Regions from separate parts of the Gasterosteus aculeatus genome. Here region 2 is linked to region 1. Evidence: chromatin contacts called from public Hi-C data. All regions are on one chromosome and are shown on one strand. The core of a region is the stretch at or near the end of the contact, and the rest is flanking DNA. Distances in the headings are between cores, read along the strand shown.

Region 1 (4,345 bases), core at 532-3,031:
GGCACTTGTCAGAGAAATTGAAATCAAAGCAGCAGAGGACGAGATATCCTGGCTTTTAAAAATCCACGTTATTGTTAGACTTGTCAAAGCACCTCTGAACTACCTGAGAACATTATACACATACATGTACACATACAGTACACGTAGTACTTTCTGTGGCAATTAAACTGCTCCTCTAAGCCATTTGAGTACTTTCCCATACATACATTCATTTGTAGCCCCAAACGCCGCGCCATAGGCCATAGGCAGGACATTTAAGTTATTTGGTATCAGATACATGGCAGATTGTGGGCCAGCGGTCATGAAGTTCAGAGCCTTATTCATTAATACTAAGACTGCTGGGACAGTATGGTAAAACTCCCTGCCGGCTGTTCTATAAGAAAGCTCTGTTTTCAATCCTTGCAAAGTGGGAATTGCCTCCACGGCACAGACACAAACTCCCATTGACTTGTTGTAAAGTAACACAGTTTTTGAATCCAATGAAAATAACTCTGCTGACCTTCACAGCGCGGCTCCTCCAGGTTTCTGCTGGTAAGAAATTACATTATTTTCTCTTCATTTTTTCCCCACGGAGCATATTGATTTTGTAGATTCTCTCCAGGACATCTTCATCAGGGTGAAGCTCTCTCTCTCTCTCTTCATTGTGAGCCCCACGCATTGGAAGAGGAACACAAGGCTTTATTATTATTAACAGTGTAGACCACCGCGCAAGATGAATCAGTCTTTCAATGCAAAGTAGTTATAAAGTAATGAGATCTTGTATGACATTTTCTATGCTTGTTTTATATCCTTTTTTATTTAACTGACGATGGATGTTGACATTGTGGATATCAGCGTCATGCTGGAATAAAAAACTGTCTGTTGCATAGATGGACTGTTTGTGTCTATACTGGCAGATTTGAAAACTTTCGGGGGTTGTTTTGCATCCGACGCCGACCGAGGGAGCAGATGGTTCATCACTTCTTCACGTCTGTACATTATAGAAAGCGTGTTTCCTTCACTGCGGGCGCTTTGGCCTCAACAGGGCGCCAGCGTTCCGTTTCCTTCTCCCTAATATTCAGTTGTAGGGCTGCAAGCGTGCTTCCGAAATGCCGCCAAGGAACAAGTTTCAATATGGTTTAAATGAATATAAATGGAAAAGGTTTGTATGTATATGGGGGGGAAACATTGCCAGCTGGTAGCGGCGTTGTTCATTAGCTGCTTTTCTTCATAACACCCTGTAAAACGCAGGTAACTGGGTACATGGGGGAAGGTACATTCTGTGGTCCATAATTAGATCTGCCAGGAGAACTGGCTGCACAACTCGGTGCCCCTAAGAAGCGCCACGCTTTTTATTCCAAACGTGTGAAAATAGAAGTGTGCATGCATTGGCTCGCGAGTTAAAAAGCAGATGGATTTTAAAGTCTTGTGCCCTTTTAAATCCATCTGCTGGTTGTCATCGGTTCTACCACGTATATCTTTTTAGTCTGTATTAATTAGCAGTCGTTGATGCCCACAAAAAGGTCCTGGGGACAACAAATATTTCATTAAAACGTATTATTAAAAGAGCACCGTTGGCGCCGAGGTTCCAGTCCGCTTATTCCCGCCAGTCGCACCCTGTTTGTGTGTTTGCTGAATGTGATGCTCATGGAGAAGGAAAGGTTGAGAAACGCAGTCGCAGAGTGGAGTTAAAAACGCAGAGGCCGAGCGACCCCCCGGGGGGGAGCCAGTACAGTCATCCTCCCCCTCCACACGCGCAGTGCAGTGATCCCTCTCAGGCCTCAGGCCTCCCCGCCACCACGCTTTCTGTATCCCTCTGTGCTGCTGATCCCTTTTCACGAAGCGTGAGCCCTGCTGCTCAACGCCGTCGCCTGCACCTGACCAAGGGGGACACATGGGGGGGGGGGGGGGGGACGACCTGCCACGGTTAAACTACGTGAGCTTCGACGCAGACAGCCTGCTCTGTTTTTAATGTCAGGTTGAGTCCTTGACAGCCATCTGACTGACAGCATGTGTGCACAGGATGTGCTGCTGGACTGACTCAACATTGCCCCCTTCTGATAATCAATTGAGCTCATTACACACACACACACACACACAAAAAACACGTGAAAATGAAGCAGATTCTCCAGTGCGATAGAAATCGATCGAATTTCAGAAACTGTTTAAAATCTTTTCGTTTTGATCTTCATCTCCTCGGTTCTACTGCCGATTTAATCCATCATGAATAATTAAATAGGAGATCTTGCCTTCATATATTCTGCTACAGCAGACATCAGATTCCAAAAAGGAAAAACACGGTACAGAGATTTAGACACACACAAAGGGAGAGGAGCTTATGACAACGTTGGCCAACAGGAGAAAGTGAGACATGAGGTGCGGTCCCACAGAAGACGTCGAGCTGTAGGAGGACAGCAATAAAACAGCAGAACTCTCTTGGGGGAAAATAAGTAGACCAGTCAAAGCGAGCGGACGCAGGAGGGGGGATAGGGGGCCAAATCCTGGCTGCTCCATGTCCCATGTCGAAGTGTCCCTGAGCAAGACACAAACCTAACTGCTCTCCGGATGAAAGAGTCCGCTAAATTATTTTTCAAAAAGGGTCAATTCACCCAAAACTTTTTTCTCTACCAAGCTTTAGTCACTGGTCCCTTAGTGGTATACTGGCTTACAGATAGTTTTGGTTTGACGTTCATTTTTGAGAAATTTGTCACAATTATACAATAATTAAAAGGTAAAATAAACAAACTTCAACAGTGGCCAGCTGACAGTTTTACAAACTATTGTGGACAGTGTCCCAGTCCACGTATTGAGATGTACTTTATGCCCATGGGTTTTACATATATAATTTAATAGCTGTATACAATAATTCATCATACTCTTACAAGCAGGAAATTCATCCAAAATCTGCAATTTTAGCTTCTCAAATGATGAGTGCTACTTTCCAGTTTGAAAATCTTTAATGTCCTCCTGTTTTGGACTGTTGTTGGTACAAAACAAGTCATTAAAAATAACAACTTTTGCGTTTTACACTTTTCCTGCCATTTCATAGACTAAATTAAAAAAGTGGCAGCTCTGAATGGACATTTGAAAACCCAATCTGAATGACCGGATGATTTTTAATTGGGTGAACAAACCTTTGTTTCTCTTCATCTCAAATGGGAATCTCCCTCTGCGCCGCAATGATGACACAGACGTACTAAGAATGGTCCCTGATAGTGTGCACTGTAAATCTCAATACACCACCAAAAAAAAAAAAAAAAAAAAACTCCTTGCATATTCACAACATACTCTCATACAGATTTATCTGCCTTGTGGTTACGAGGTTGAGTCTTTGAATAGTCCACAAAACACTCAGCAGTCAAGTACGAGCACAGGAATGACACAAACTTAGAAATGGGCCGTTTTCTCACCAGCAAAGAGGAAGCTCACGGAGGGAAAAAGAGTGAAAGAAAGTCTGTCGACTATCGACAAGAAAATCCAGCAAAAAGGAGGTAAAAGTCATTGGATGTGATTAATGATTACTAGTGGCCGATGGACTCAGACATACGATAAAGAGCTTCAAGAGCTGCAGCACGGGTCTCCTCGCGAGCAGAGACCACACATTCGCTTCGCTGCATTAAAGTCTGTCAAAAAAAAGAAGTATAAAAACAAAATCACTGTGATGTGTCTTGATTGCATCCATGAACAAAATAAACATACCCACCCACCCAAATAAAGCTTTGTAAATTGCACCAGTCGCAGCCCTCCACCCACACATCTTTTGGGAAATTTACATTCAGAAGTTCAGTCCAGGATGGAGCAAAGATAGAAAAAGGACAATTTCTTACAAAGCAGAACCAGGTGACACCCGGATGTGTCTGATGAGCGATTCTGGCAGTCTTCCTTGTTGTCTTATAGCCGTTCACTGGGGTTTTTTTTTTGCTGCTCTCGGAGTTGCCCACGGTAACAGCCGTTGCCTGCCCCCTGCTGTGCAGTCAGCCCTGTTACAGTGGACTCCTTTTCTCTGAGCTGCAGAGTTCATGGTTCTGCTTGACAAAACAGAGGGACCCAGACCCCATTTTGTTGCCAGTCTGTGGCCGCCGCTGGCCCGGTTCTTTTGGTGCAAGGAGTCTGGTGTTTTTTCTTTTTTTTTCTTCTCCTCTCTTCGTCCCGACGGAGCTTAACGCAGCTTCAGCTTGAAGGCAGAGATCTCCATGGGATCCAGGCTGATGGTGGAGTCGTTGGCCAGAGGCGTGCTGGAGTGCATCAGCGTCAGGGACATGGGCTGCAGCAGCTGCAGGTCCAGGTCCTTGAACAGTCCCGATACGCTCAGCTGCACAGAGGAAAGGCAGCTTAGCTTACAGGAGGTAAAAAAACAACTAACACT
Region 2 (4,345 bases), core at 534-3,033, 54 kb before region 1:
GGCACTGGTCCCCGGTGCGGTAGATGCCCTTCTCGCGCAGGATGTGGGCTATGCGGTCAAACACGCGCTGGTTGCGCAGCGAGCTCTCCAACTCGATCTGGACCGACTCGTCGGACCACAGCTGCAGCAGCTCCACTATCTCCGGGTCGGTCCAGTTGCTTCCCCGCTCGTGCCTCCGGCCGCGGAAGTCCATCCCCTTTAAGTTACGGGAAGCTGTCTGCAAGACAAGACGAAAGGATAATGGGGGATAAACATTGGGGGGGGAGGGAAGAGTGGGCACCGCTGCCTCGGAATGCCCGCACACGACGTTCTCAATGTAACATTAACGTTAGTTTATTTAAACAACGAAGGCGCGATATTTACCAGCTGGTGATCTCTGGCCGCTTAAGTACGAGTGCAGCTCTCCGGCAGCAGATTGTTTTTTTGGGGGCTGTCACTCTTACGTGACCCTCACGTGGGTTCATTCATGTCACGGTCCGGTCAGACGGTTTCTAGTGGATCGAAATGCTAGCGCTTTATTCTGCCGGTACTGTTTACTTCATTTTCAGCAGCTCGTTATGATTTGTCATAACTTAGCTGGACTCCAGGCTACTGCCGCGTACGAAACATCCACATCCGGGTTTGTTGCACATGCGTGCTGTCCTTATTCCGGGATAACTTTGGTCCGCGCTAAGGGGTAGCTGCTTGAAAGGGTGCTGGGGTTCACTTATATACCAGGCTATGTAACGGCTAGACGACACAACCGTACGAGTCACACCAGGGAACGTTGTGCTACGGCCCCCTCTAGCGTACGGTGGGCTTCCCCCCCATGCATGTAGGGTGAATAGATATCCACAAGATGGCGGTCACACACAGAGGTTACATGTACGGTACAAGACCGCCTGACTTGAAAGGGGATGTGTGTTTTGTTCACACGCGCAGCGCAGTAATCCAGTAAAGCGATTAAAAAACGACGATCGGGTTTGCAATCACACAAAAAGAATTACTCTCAAAAAAAAATCTGTTTTAGCATTAGCAAAGCAATTTTTACACTCTGTAGGTAAAACTAACTAATTGCTATACGTATATACTTGTACATAATAGATTGCTACTTTATTATTATGCCATATGAATCAACAAGCTAGTCAATTTCACCTAATTCTGAGGTTTAACTGGTAATGGCGAATATAGGGTGGGTAAAGGTGACCTCGGGCAAGTTCATTCCAGTTTTTTGTCTGCATTGAAACAATCACCCGTCCCTTTCGGCGACCACGGTGTACAAATCGAGCACTAGCGGCCCATTATGTGACGTATTTCCTGGTGAAAATGGTTTGTGGCAGTTTGTTGTCATCTCCATACAGTGCTGAGCCGTTATATAGTATTGGCACGTAGCCCCATTTTTCTCCATTTTTTTCTCCCTCCCATCCGTGTATTTATTTAGCCAGTGAATTTATATCAGCATAACGTAACCCGTAGCAAGCAAAAAAAAAATCACGTGAAACAACTGACCAAAGCCCGCTAAGAACAAATCAACGGGCAAAATATAACCCAAGTGACGCTAGTGGCAAGTTGGTGGAGGGTTTAACGTGGCCGTCACCTGGAGGGAGGACGGGCGCGATCGCCCCTTATCACTGCTGGCTTCCGCGGACCCGCTAGCTAAGTGGGGGACGTACCGCCTCGGGGTTAGATGGGAAGTCAAACCCTCGGGAGGAAGGAGAGTCTCCGCCCGCGGGAAGAGGAGGAAGACGATGAGGAGGCAGGAGGTCTCGTGCGAGCATCCTAGTTTCGCGAGTTAGCGAGATGTGTTGAGAGCAGGGAGGAGGGAGGAAAGGGGGGGGGCTGTGGAGGAGTGGGTGGGAACAATGGGACGATTCGCGGAAAGCATGAAGGCTCTTTTTGCGTAAAGTCTCTTTTTTTTTCTCCCCAGCGCTTGCCAGCACCAGCTTTCACCAGTGCTCCCAGTCAGGCGAGCGCTCCCACAGAGAGAGCGGCGTTGCCTCCATACGGGTGGAGCCTTTTTATTTTAGTTGTTGTTTCGTTACCGGAGTGAGAGATGACCTGACGGGCTCGTGCGCAGCGCTTCCTCGCTGAAGTTTATCGTCGGTGAGATGACGGCATGCTTTCTTCTAACTCTTGTTTCGTCTTTGCTGTGTAGCTTCCTGCAGCGCGTCTGGTGTTGGTTCTGCTGATTCAGGTTACCTTTATTTCTCCCCCCCTCTCTCCGTCTCCCTATTTTATTTTTCTCATTCCATTTTAAATTACTACAAAACCAGACCAACCTATTTGTGTGTACTTAAAAACACACAAAAAGGAAATTCCTTTTTTGTGTAAAAAAGGAATCGCTCAGTTTGAACAAACTGTTAAAAAAAGCAGTTCAACTCGTCCTATGCTGTCTTGTGATTTATTATTGTTATTGACCTTAATTTATTTATTCATCTTGACCTCAAGTGCAACTCCCAGTGGGATCGCAGCAAGGTAGTAGGTCAAGGTCACCAGCCACCGAGGAGAAAAGCAGGGCTCTAAGCTTCCCTCCTCAAATGGACACCTCGTCGTATTAAAGATCCCCCCAATAAGACTTAAGACTACATCTTCTGACAACCAAGTCAGTTCAGCTATCCAGGCTATTTAAAAGGGATGCTCCTCTGTGCCCATGTGCGGAGTGTTGGCTTATCACGCACACCATCTCTCGCTCTTGATTCCTCAACAACGCTGCTAACTGCGTCGTAGCAAACTCTTTATGACAAAAAACATAAAACAGGAACGCAGTGCAGGAGATGGAAGTAGGAAGACACCCCCCCCCCCCTCTTCCCCAGGTGTCAACACTAACTCATCTATACAGTAGGGCACAGCGTGGTGGATGAGCGGGTGTTTGACACAGGGAACAATGCCAGGGTTGTGATGGCTGGATCTCTCTCTCTCTCTCTCTCTGGGACATCACTCACAGAAATGGTTCCTTTCTGCCGGACACGTTGCTGCCGCCCCGGACAACGTCGTTATCAGGCTTCTCCATCTCAATCTCTCTGGGCGGCGGGAGGAAAGATGGACGGATCGTCCCCCCGCCCCCCCCCCCCCCCGCTCGCTTCAGACTGCGCCTCCTTGTCGATCAAAGCGCAGTTCACTTCCAACTGTGCAGGCGCCGATCCTGATGGGAGCACAACGATGCCCGAACAATACCATCCGGTCTGCCAATCGCAATCCGACTTGGAGCAATTTCCCCCTCTCGGGCGAGGAAAGTTTGGCTTTCAGCCGGTCCTTCACAAATGCTGCAGAAATGTTCTTTCTCTCCGGTGAGAACGGAGGCCAGAGCACATGGCGGGCGATGATTCGGCTGGCGGGGCAGTCTGAACTAGAGCTGGAGTGCTGCGTTGGGTTTGTCACAGCGTAGAGTGCCTGTCCGTGCCGATGGGAAAACGCCCTCTCACCTCCATCAAGTGATGTGTTCCTCTGTCAGAGGATTTATATTGGGCCTCTCGGGGGACATACTAGTGTCGAGGGAGTTAACTGAATGCATATGCTGCACGTTTGGGCTTTCGTACCTGCTCATGTGACCCGGGGGGCTTTCGCTGATGTCGTGCGGGTTTTTCTCAATTCTCTTTAGATTAGATTTAGATTAGATTCAACTTTATTGTCACTGCACAGGGTACAAGTACTGAGGCAACGAAATGCAGTTTAACATCCAACCAGAAGTGCAAAATAGCAAAAAGTGCAGAGTATGTGCATATGTAAAGTGTAATAAGTGAATAAATAGATATGTACAGTAAGAAATAGTTGTGCAATATGAACAGTAAGAAATGGATATGCAATAACAGTGTAAATGTTCAGTGGCTGGAGGAGGGTGTGTGGCAGTCAAGCCAAGGTGGAGGGGGGGGAAGTACAGTCACTGAGGGAGATGTGTGTGTGTGGGGGGCAGAGTTCAGGGGGGGCAGAGTTCAATAGAGTGACAGCCGCAGGGATGAAGCTGTTCCTGAACCTGCTGGTCCGGGAACGGAGCACCCTGTAGCGCCTCCCAGAGGGGAGGAGGGCAAACAGTCTGTGGCTGGGGTGAGAGCCGTCCTATTCGATGCTGCGTGCCCTCCGCAGACATCTCTTGACTCCCCATTCCTTTTAGAACCAGCACTCTAAAGAATTCGACCTAGACTTGTACAATGGAATCTTATAATGCGTTGGACTCGATGCCGCGGTATTGACGATGTGCCGGCGTTATCGGTTTGACTGTCGAGCAGCATAAATCATCTGTGATTAAGCAGCGTTGGCCAATAATAACTCCTGCCCGTGTGTGTGTGTGTGTGTGTGTGTGTGTGTGTGTGTGTGTGTGTGTGTGTGTGTGTGTGTGTGTGTGTGTGTGTGTGTGTGTGTGTGTGTGTGT

Evidence for each region. A called contact is a pair of places that touch in the nucleus more often than the background predicts.
Region 2: a Hi-C map of skeletal muscle shows a contact between it and region 1, with 5 times the contacts expected there. The contact joins the promoter of LOC120809443 here to the enhancer-like site in region 1. A contact is called at or near these places in 2 of 6 Hi-C or Micro-C datasets (both in skeletal muscle).

The regions. Positions count from the first base shown.
Region 1 is chrX:11,168,772-11,173,116 of fGasAcu3.hap1.1, reverse strand. It overlaps LOC120809442 (alpha-mannosidase 2x), which reads right to left. Exons shown (of 25, transcript XM_078082741.1): 25 at 2,918-4,291. The coding sequence ends at 4,139. It overlaps LOC120809446 (furin), which reads left to right. Exons shown (of 17, transcript XM_078082744.1): 17 at 1-868. Among protein-coding and RNA genes, the nearest start is that of LOC120809442, 13 kb to the right of the region's middle. Within about 2 kb of position 1,781, at least 1 of the 9 cell types and tissues checked has open chromatin away from gene starts, as enhancers often do.
Region 2 is chrX:11,222,726-11,227,070 of fGasAcu3.hap1.1, reverse strand. LOC120809443 (1-aminocyclopropane-1-carboxylate synthase-like protein 1) reads right to left here and starts at 1,783. Exons shown (of 16, transcript XM_040163256.2): 1 at 1,653-1,783; 2 at 1-217. The coding sequence starts at 1,757. LOC120809446 (furin) reads left to right here and starts at 1,335. Exons shown (of 17, transcript XM_078082744.1): 1 at 1,335-1,742; 2 at 1,907-2,082.